Regions from separate parts of the Muntiacus reevesi genome. Here region 2 is linked to region 1. The links are chromatin contacts, called in public Hi-C maps. All regions are on one chromosome and are shown on one strand. Each heading gives the region's core, a stretch centred on a gene start, on an enhancer-like site or on the middle of the called end of the contact. The rest is flanking DNA. Distances are from core to core; before and after follow the strand shown. Region 1 holds the start of SMG1 (SMG1 nonsense mediated mRNA decay associated PI3K related kinase). Region 2 holds the start of GDE1 (glycerophosphodiester phosphodiesterase 1).

Region 1 (5,196 bases), core at 1,473-3,972:
TATACCAACATATTTTGGGAGGTAAGGGTGGAGGGTGGAGTCCCAAATAGCATTTTCAGTTCTTAGGTGCTCAAAAATGGTGTTTCTCAGTCTTGTGTGCATATTAGAATCTTCTGGGGAAGTCTTAAAAATATTAATGCCTGACTCTACATTTAGAGATTCTGATTTTTTTTTTTTTTTAAACTGGGGTACAGCCTAGGTGAGAGGATTTTACTATGAAGAAGAAATCTAGAACCATTATTAGGATCCTGTTCACAGGTATGAGCAGCCCTGGGATGTTTGCAATGCAGGATAAGCCAGTTTTTACAGGCTCTTAGTAATGATGAGTCTAGATTTTATCTAGAGAATGGGAAGCCATTGATGTGTTTTGACCAGTATGGTCACATGATCTGATCTTTATTTGAAGAAAATAACTTTGCAGTGTCGCATATCTTCTTAGGATAGAGTCCTAGGAGAGGAATCTCCTAGGAGGAAAGAGAATTCATTTTAAGTCTTTGGATACACACTCTTAAATTGCTTTCCAGGAAGTTGCTGCTAATGACACTTCATTCACCTTCTGCGTTCTTACATCTCCTCTGTATCAACACTGTTTTTGAGGGTTAATCATTTCTATGTAAACAGTAGGGGAAAAAATGATAAATAAAAAGCAATTGTTTGAGCAACTGGGCACAACCCCTGCCAGTTACTTTTTTTTTCTTTTTCTCATTCTTCACTGGTCATATATTATACAAATAGCCCATGTGCTTCAGAGAAGCGGAGGATCTGATTTTTAGCTAACATTTTTCGATTGCTTACCAAGTGGCAGGCACTGTGAAAAGCACTTTACACGCAAGATCGCTATTAACCCTCTCAACATCCTGAAGAGGTCAGTGCTAATATTATCATCTATAGTTTACAGATGAGAACCTGGGGCACTCAGCCTCCGCCCCACCTCCCAGCTTTTACACAGAGTTGGAATTTGATCCCAGAGCCCTCCCTTGAATTACTCTGCTGGTGTTCTGTAATTTGAAAAGGTTAGAGGACTGCTGAAATTTTTCTCAGGGTTCTAGGGTACTGATTAGTCTTTTGGAAATCATTTTGGAATTCGAACAACTGACCTAATTTGGTCACTGCACCACTGTTGCAATCAACTGTTGAAGGAAATCAACATGATTAACTGGCTACATCAGCCATTTGCTCAGGGGTCTGAGAGTCCCAGAGAGGAGAGCGGGAACTCACCTGAAGCACAAAAAGAAAACAATCCGAGGAAAACAGGTACAAGGAATCCTCAAAATTTAGAATTAAGAAAAGGCTTTGGGTGAGGGGGCATTTTTACTCAGATTGTGAGAAAGGCTTGCAGGATGGTAAAGAGAGGAAAGGTTGAGCAAACACAGCAATTTTAGCTATTTCTAATAATATTGAATAGATTATCTCTCTGACCCCCTACTTCCAGAATTCCTTGAGGATAGGGATTGAGTAGGGCCCCTTTTACAACAGTGGGATCCTTCCTCAAGCAAGTATGGGGGAACCCAGGGCAAATTTCCAGATGTATTCCTTTTCACATAGGTTTTTTATTAAAAAAAATTTTTTTTACGCATGTGGGTGACCATACTTAGGTCTGACCTAGTGGGAATTTCTGGGTTGAGTCAAACAGCCCCAGTTCAGAGGAGTTTCTTTTTTCCTGGATGGGTGAAGTGGGGCGGGGGCGGGGGTGAGAAAGTGCATTTGAAAATCTAACTTTCCATCCTCTACAACTGGCAGGATCATAACTTTTTGAGAGGTTGGTGGGCATAAAGAAGGAGTGGAAGGTTGAAAGAGGATGAGTAATATCTCATAATCTCAAGTATGTTTGGTAACCATTTTTAATCACACAAGCAATATATACATTTTTCTCTTGCAACATAAAATAGGTTAAGACCCTCTGTGCAGACAGGGGTAAGATCCATTTGAATAACCTCCCCAAATTTAACTCCTGTTACCTGTCTGATGTGCACTTTGCTGAAATTTTATTCTACATGGCATTCGCATTACGTATCAAATGATTTACTGAAGACTTTCGGAGGACTGTCGTGATGGGGGAAGAGTGCTTAGGCTGTCCTCCTTCCCACCCCCACTCTCCAGTCTCTTTTTGTTGGGGAAAGTGGGCAAGTGTTACCGTGAGAAGATAGAGCATATTTCACGTTTCAGGGGATCGGGGTTGGTGCTTGTCAGTAATTAGCTTTTTCTACTTATTTATTTATTTATTTTTGCAATGAGAAGAAACGGTCAAGGTGTCAGAACTCTATGGGCGCATTTCAGGTAGAGGCAGGGTAGATGGAGGTCAATCCGCTTTTTAAAAATTTCCACTTTTTACCGTAGAAGGTGAGGAACGTGGACACACGTGAACCCTCAAGGCACGTGTGTGGATGTATGCACGCGCGCCCCCTCGCTCCCCCCACCCCCTCAAGGGCACCGCAGCTCTAGACTGGTTGCCGGCTTACACCTGACTGCCCGGCCCTCAGGGGGTCAGGTGCTTCCCCGGGCGTAAGTGGAAGGGTGTGCGTGTGGGGGTGGTGGCGAAGATCCCCTCTCCCGTGATCCCCCGCGGCGGGGCTGGACTTCGGCGCGGTCCGCGGAGAGCAGCGACTAGCGCAGGCAGTCGGAGGACAGTCGGCTCAGTGCGCCGGCCCCGCCCCAGGCCCCGCCCTTCTGATCTGGCCCCGCCCCTGCCCTGGACCGGCGGGCACCGGCACCGCCCCTCTTTCCCAGGATGCCGTGCGGCAGCGGCGGCGCGGCGGGCGGAGCCGGGAGGCGGGGAAGCCGTGGCTGTGTGAGCGTGGGGCGCCGTCGCCACCGCCTCCTCCTCACTGTCCTCCTCCTCCTGGGCCCGGGCGTCGCGGGCCGCGGACGGCCCTGGAAGAGAAGTCGCCTCCCCTTCCTCCGCCTCCCTCGCGCCGCGGCACTCCCGCCTCCTCGTCCTGCGCTGCGGGCTCAGGCGGAACCCGGAACGGCCGTCCGCCTCCCCCGCCCTCCGCCGCCTCCTCCTCCTGCTGCTGCTCGGCTTCCTCCTCAGCCCCGGGCCGGAGCGGAGTGTCGGCGGCGGCCGGTTTGGGCGGCGACTCGCGCTTCTTCGGGCGGCGGCGCTTGGCCATGTCGTGTCGGGGAAGGTAATGAGCCGCAGAGCCCCGGGGTCTCGGCTGAGCAGTGGCGGCGGCGGCACCAAATACCCGCGGAGCTGGAATGACTGGCAACCCAGGTAGGTGAGCCGGCGCCCAGCCCGCCGCCGCGACCTCGGGCCCCTCCTCGGGCGGGCCGAGGCCTAGGACCGCCGGGGTGGGAGGCGCGGCCTAGGCTCTCCACACCCCCCGCACCCCCCCCCCCCCGCACCGAAAACCGGGCGCGGCTTCCTGGGTCCCCTCCCGCCCCGGTCGGGAGAGGAAGGCCGCTGGGAGGCGAGGCCTAAATGCCTCCCCTTTCCCTGCGCTTCAGTCCGGGGGCTGGAGTCGAGAACCCGGGACCCCGGGAGAAGGCACTTGCCTAGGAATTGGGTTCAGGAGGGTGAAGGAAGGGGGACCAGGTTGTGGGGGTGAGTTGACTTACTACCTTTCCCTCAAGTTGGGCGTTGAGTTTGAGGGATCCTGAGAGTATTGGATCCTCTCTGTTTATCCATTAACTTCCCTGATCTCTCACCCGCTCAGCCCCCACGTGAAAGATTTTTCCTTAACAGCGATCTCTATTGTGACACCCACCCCCCCCACGTGTTAATCTTAAAACACACACACACACACAACCCAACACTCCCGAGTCTTTACTCTGACAACAGGGTAGTTGTGGAGCGTGAGACGTGATTGTGACTGTGTTAATGGGGACCGACCGACCCTGGTACTGAAGAGTGAAGTGCAGGGGCAGTTATTTGGGCGGAGAGCAGTTCATACCTGGACACTTGAGCGGACACTCGTTTACAGGAGTAGAGAATTTGTTTTCAGAAAGGTTTGGGGCCTAGTTGGAAGTGAATATTTGGAAAATCGACTGTTTTTTGTTTTTTTTCCCTGTTTTTTTTTTGGCCTCTCCACGCTGGTTGCAGGATCCCAGCTGCTCTACTAGGCATCGAACCTGGGCCTGGGTAGCGAAAGCCGGGAATCCTCACCACTAGGCCACGAGGGAACTCCTTGAGGAGCATTGACTTAAAAAAAAAAAAAGTAATTTTCATGTCTTTCTGACTAATCATGGGCCAGTTGTACCTTATTTAGGACTGATTTATTCTTACCTCTCTTACTGAATAAGTGCTTGTAATAGACTATTGGAACTTCGCCCAGTGCCTGGAAGAACTCCCTAAATGTATGTAATATTTTAGGGTCAGTTGATTCACTGTGCTCTCATATTTTGAAGCACACGTGTGTTATGATTACCCAGAAACTAGGCAGATAAATGTTAGACACACACGTTGTTGGGATGACTTTTGCTTCTTAATGGTACGTGTAATTCCAGCAGTGTTTGGAAATTCGTAAGATGTTAGAATGTAGCACTTAAGACTTGATAGAAAAATAAAAATAATCTTTTGGTTAATGAGTGGTACACATCTTATTCTGCTTAATATGCCTTTCCAAATCCTGTGTCTGTTGAGAACAGGTGACTTTAAAAGTTAATACTTGAGCCTAGAATTGAGATGTTAAATAGTTAAACAAGTTTGGAAAGCATAGTTTTACTCTTCCTTTGCCACTTAGGGTTTGTGCATGCTTCACATAAAATCAGTTAACTAGTTTTTTTTTTTTTTTTAAATCTGTAATTGACATTCTTAGTTGTTTTATATGCTTGTTGTAATGTGTAAATTTAATTTTTTTTCCACCTGTTGACTACATGATAAATGAGCATGATTTGACATTTGAGAGGTCTTTGACAGATTTTCCATTATTTTTCAGTACTGTGGTCAGCATATGTAAAAGAATGAACATAGTATCCCTTTAGAGGACTAAATAAAGTGCCATTTACAAATAGCCCTAGAGTTTCTGGAAAAGAATAAATTGTAGCTTGTGGCTCTGAATAAATGCAGTAGCATAGTTAAAGCTATGGGTTGAGATCACTGGGCTTCATTTGACTGGTATGAAGCAGGGTGGCTTATATAGTTATGGAATATATACATGGGTTATTAATTTTATTCATATTTTCTTCTTTTAAATACTTTATATCTTGGCTGTATGTTGGGTAGGCTGTGTATTCTTTGAAGCTGTGCTCTGTTAC
Region 2 (5,196 bases), core at 1,281-3,780, 540 kb before region 1:
ACTACTTGAGCTAATTCTTGCAGTTCCTTGTACAGAAGCCTCATCATTAGACCTTAGTAGGAGGAGAAGTAAGGTTAGGAGGAGTAGCAGTAGAAATTTCATGGCATAAAACTGGGCAGCATGATGTTAGTCCTGACTGCTCATTTCATTTCACTTCTCCTGGCCTCAGTTTCCTTGTCTATCAAATGAGGGCATTATTGAAATCCCTTCCAGCTTTACAAGCTGATTATACCTGCTTTACTGTTTTGTTGTTGTTCAGTCCTTGAATCATGCCCAATTCTTTGCAGCCCCATGAACTGCAGCACACCGGGATCCTCTGTCCTTTACCATCTCCCAGAGTTTGCTCAAATTCATGTTCATTGAATTGGTGATGCATATCTAACCATCTTATTTTCTGCTGCCCCCTTCTCCTTTTGCCTAGTCTTTCCCAGCATCAGAGACTTTTCCAATGAGTCGACTCTTCACATCAGGTGGCCAAAAATTGGAGTTTCAGCTTCAGCATCAGTCCTTCCAATGAATATTCAGGGTTGATTTCCTTTTGGATTGACTGGTTTGATCTCCTTGCTGTCCAAGACACTCTCAAAAGTCTTTGCCAGCACCACAGTTTGAAAGCATCAACTCTTTAGCACTCAACCTTCTTTGTGAGAAGAAACTCTCACTTCTGTACACGACTATGGAAAAACCATAGCTATGACTATTCAGACCTTTGTCAGCAAAGTGATGGCTCGGCTTTTTTATATACTGTCCAGGTTTCTCATAGTTTTCCTTCCAAGGAGCAAGAATCTTAATTTTATGGCTGCAGTCACCATCTGCAGTGATTTTGGAGCCCAAGAAAACAAAAATCTGCTGCCGTTTCTACTTTTGGGGGACCAGACGCTGTGATCTTAGTTTTTTGAAAGTTGAGTTTTAAGTCAACTTTTTTTTCACTCTCCACTTTTACCCTCTTAAGAGGCTCTTTAGTTCTTCCCTTTCTGCCATTAGAGTGGTATCATCTGCATATCTAAGGTTGTTGATGTTTCTCCTAGTAATCTTGATTCCAGCTTGTGATTCATCCAGCCTGGCATTTTGCATGATATACTTTACATATAAGTTAAATAAGGGTGACAATATACAGCCTTGATGTACTTCTTTCCCAATTTGGAACCAGTCCATTGTCCTATGTCCAGTTTTAAGTGTTGCTTTTTGTTCTGCTTACAGGTTTCTCAAGGGACAGGTAAGATTTTCTGGTATTCCCACCTCTTTAAGAATTTTCCACAGCTTGTTGTGATCCACACAGTCAAAGGCTTTAGCATAGTCAATGAAGCAGAAGTACATTGTTTTCTGGAATTGCTTTAACTTTCTCTATGATCCAACAGATGTTGACAATTTGCTCTCTGGTTCCTCTGCCTTTTCTAAGCCCAGTTTGTGTATCTGGAAGTTTTCAGTTCACATACTGCTGAAGCCTAGCTTGAAGGATTTTGAGCATAACCTTATGAGCATATGAAATGACTGCAACTTGACAGTAGTTTGCTTTGCTATGATCTTTTATTCCCTTTGAATCTGAAACATCCTTCTCAAGTTGACTGAATTCAGTCTCCAGAGAAAATACGCAACTGAAGCTGTTGTGAGAATCAGTAATACATAAAGCACTTGCAGGAATGGAACCTGTAACATGGTTAAAGTGAAAAAGTGAAAGTGAAGTCGCTCAGTAGTGTCGGACTCATAGCGAACCCATGGACTGCAGCCTACAAGGGTCCTCCGTCCATGGGATTTTCCAGGCAAGAATACTGGAATGGGTTGCCATTTCCTTCTCCAGGGGATCTTCCTGACCCAGGGATCACACCCGGGTCTCCCGCATTGTAGACAGACGATTTACCGTCTGAGTCACCGGGAAAGTCCGTAACATGGTTATATGCTCTATAAATGTTAGCTGTACAGTCTATTATTTCCCCCCCCACGAGAATGTAAGCACCATGAGAGCAAGGACCCTGTCGGTCCTGTTCACTGCTGTTGCCCTGAGCATCTGGACTGGTGTTTGCATGAAGTGAAGTTAAAGTCACTCAGTAGTGTCTGGCTCTTTGCGACCCCATGGACTATGCAGTCCATGGAATTCTCCAAGGCCAGAGTGGGTAGCCTTTCCCTTCTCCAGGGGATCTTCCCAACTCAGGGATGGAACCCAGGTCTCCCGCATTGCAGGCGGATTCTTTACCAGCCGAGTCACAAGGGAAACCCCGGTGTTTGCATACCTTAAACTAATAAATAGTCTAAGCGTCGTGCTCCTTCAAAGGAACCCTGGGCAGGTCTCTTGATGGCAAAATCGAGTCATTAAGATCTTTTCTAGTCTTACGACCTTAAGACTGCTCTTATATCCCTCCCCTTCTTTCTAGTGTTTGAAAGCCTTGATAAAAGTCCGGACTGCAGGTTAAACCCAAAGCCACTTTGGAATGCCAGCCGGGAGCCTGAGCCCGTCTCCGTTGCCTTGGCAGCGGCTCCGCCCCGAGCTCTGGAGATCCTCGGCCCTGATTGGCTGGGCCTCGGACTCCTTCTCCGGAAGTAGCGGCTGCCGCCATTGTGCGGCGCTGGTCCACTCAAAGGGTGCTGGCTGCAGCCGGCGTTTTGGGCTCTCGTCCTCGCTTCTCGGTGTCCTGTCCTGGGAGCCCGGCGGGTCCGGGCCTCCCATCCGTGCCGGTGCGGGCGCCGGCATGTGGCTGTGGGAGGATCAGGGGGGCCTCATGGGCCCCTTCTCCTTCCTGCTGCTGGTGCTGCTGCTGCTGACGCGCAGTCCCTTCAATGCCTGCCTCTTCACTGGCAGCCTCTACCTCCTGTTGCGCCTCTTCAGCTTTGAGCCGGTGCCCTCCCGCAGGGCTCTGCAGGTGCTCAAGCCCCGGGACCGCGTTTCCGCCATCGCCCACCGCGGAGGCAGCCACGACGCTCCCGAGAACACGCTGGCGGCCATTCGGCAGGTGAGTCCCGCGCCCCTCCCGCCCCTGTGCCCCTCCTGGGAGGTTGGACTTTTGCCTGCCTTTCCGAAGCTTCCCCAGCCTTTTCATGATGGCCTTGCCATTCCCCATTCGTCCACAAAGAATACACTGAGGTGACCATCAATCCGTCTGAATTCCGGAAAATCTCCTGACTTCCAAGTATTTATGGAACACTGCAAATACCTGTGTATTTGCTATATGCCAGGTACTGAGGATAGTCATGACCAAGACAGAAGGGGTCCCTGCTTTCACAGAGCTTGGCGTTGGAGTAGGGGAGACAGGCCTTAAACAAGTACGTAAATGAGGTACTTTTAAGAGAGCAATGAGTGCAATGAAGAAATAGGCTAACGCAATAAGGAATGACTAGAGGAAGAAGTCATGCTACTGTAGACAAAAATCCTGTTGGAAAGTGACCTTTGAACTGAAACTGTAATTATGAAGAGCCACCCATTAATCTGGGGGGAGAGTGCTCCAGGAAATGGAAACAGCAAGTGCAAAGGTTCTGAGGTGGGAATGATGTTGGGATCCTTAGGTAACAGAATAGTATATGGCCTGAGTTCAAGGGGCTAAACAAAGGTTGGTGTGTGAATGAAGCAGGAAATCTGGCCTGGTTAAGGAGAGTCTTGGTCAGTGGTTAGCTTACATATTCTAAGTGGATCGCTTTCACAGGGGCTGTCTTTATTTGCCCTCCTAAGTATCCAGATCCTCTCCTTATTAGGATCCCCAGGGTCAGACAACCCTGACAGCAGGACTCCTGATGATTTCTGCCTCCCCTTTTCACAAGGCTCTCTTGGCAGTCTCCAGACTTCATCATAATGATAGCTTGCTTAGTAAGAGAGCTTTCCAGTTGTCTGGGCACTGTTGCATCTGTGAAAATATATCTGATCCTCTCATTTCTCTGAAACAGTTTAACGTTGAGTCAGTAGGAATACTGGCTCAAACACACACAGCTCTTTCTCAAATTCAGCGTTTGACTCTGTAAGCTCAGCTTCTCTCTACACCGGTGCCAAGTCAAATCTCAGAGACAGAGTTTTGGGTGAAGTAGAAAAAGATAGCTTTATTGCTTTGCCAAGGAAAGGGGGCCACAGTGGGCTAATGCTCTCAAAACCATGTGTCCCCACTTTGGAAAGACAGCGAGTTTTATAGTAATTCTTCAAAGAGGGCATGATCAGCTCATGGACATTCTTCTGATGGGTTGGTGGTGAGCTAAGTGGGAGTCAACATCTTCAACCTTCAGGTCCAACTGGTCTGGGATCTACATGCTTCTGGGCAGCATACCCTCGTTAATCATAAATTCACCCACCTGGAGGGGGTTTTAGTACCTGTAAAATAACTCAAAGATATTGCTGTGTTTATCTATTGATAGGGAAACAGGACCTTGCCCCAAGACTGCTCTTGACTATTTCTCCCTGGTCTCCCTTCCCTGATTAACAACTGCTTGACTCTGCCCTTTGGAACTCAGGGAAGGTCATGGAGGCTGGCTGAAAGCTGTTTCCTATAATACAAGAAGTGGGGGGACACAAATAAGTCTTTGTGCCCACGAGCTCTGCAGGGCCCTGCGCGGTATCACCTTCTGATTCTAAGCCCCAGTGCTCTTTGTTGTAGATTAGAATATTCATGTTCCAGGATGTTGAATTTGGACTGACCTTTCTTTGTCCAGCTAAGGGACAGACAGTTTTGTGTGGTGAGCGAGTTACTTAAGCGCTCTGTGCCCCAGTCAGAGTCACGAGTAGGAAGTAGCAAGCATAGCATACCTTGCCTCACTCTGATCCTAGCTCTGACCTTAGTTTCCTCATTGGTAAAGTGGGAATAATGTTAATATCCGCCTAATCAGTTGTGATTCAGTAAAGTAGTCTACATAAAGTGCTCGGCCCAAGATAAGACTTCCACAAATGTTAGCTCTTTGGGCCAAGAATCTAAAGACAAAGGTAAAAAGTTTTAAGTCTGAAGAAGGAAGAGGGTCAGAAGGCAGTTTTAATTTGGTGAAGGGCATCTAACTTTATAAACCAAGTTATGTCTTTTATGCTTCTTTCCCTTTAGTTCTTTGTGACAGAAGGGAGACAGAGCAGCTCTTCTAGCATTCTGCTTAAAAATAATTCTAAAAACATCAGGAACAAAATAAAACAATAAAAAAACAAGCAAAAAAAAAAAAAAAGGACAGACTTTTAGGCACAGTGGGAGAAGGAGAAGGTGGATGATTTGAGAAAATAGCATTGAAACATATACATTGCCATAT

The links. Hi-C and Micro-C count contacts between places; a contact is called where the count stands out from the background.
Region 2: a contact with region 1 is called in a Hi-C map of blood, with 4 times the contacts expected there. The contact joins the promoter of GDE1 here to the promoter of SMG1 in region 1. A contact is called at or near these places in 2 of 3 Hi-C or Micro-C datasets (blood and muscle).

The regions. Positions count from the first base shown.
Region 1 is chr2:195,275,680-195,280,875 of mMunRee1.1, reverse strand. SMG1 (SMG1 nonsense mediated mRNA decay associated PI3K related kinase) reads left to right here and starts at 2,722. Exons shown (of 65, transcript XM_065924419.1): 1 at 2,722-3,214.
Region 2 is chr2:195,814,236-195,819,431 of mMunRee1.1, reverse strand. GDE1 (glycerophosphodiester phosphodiesterase 1) reads left to right here and starts at 2,530. Exons shown (of 6, transcript XM_065924421.1): 1 at 2,530-2,942. The coding sequence starts at 2,682.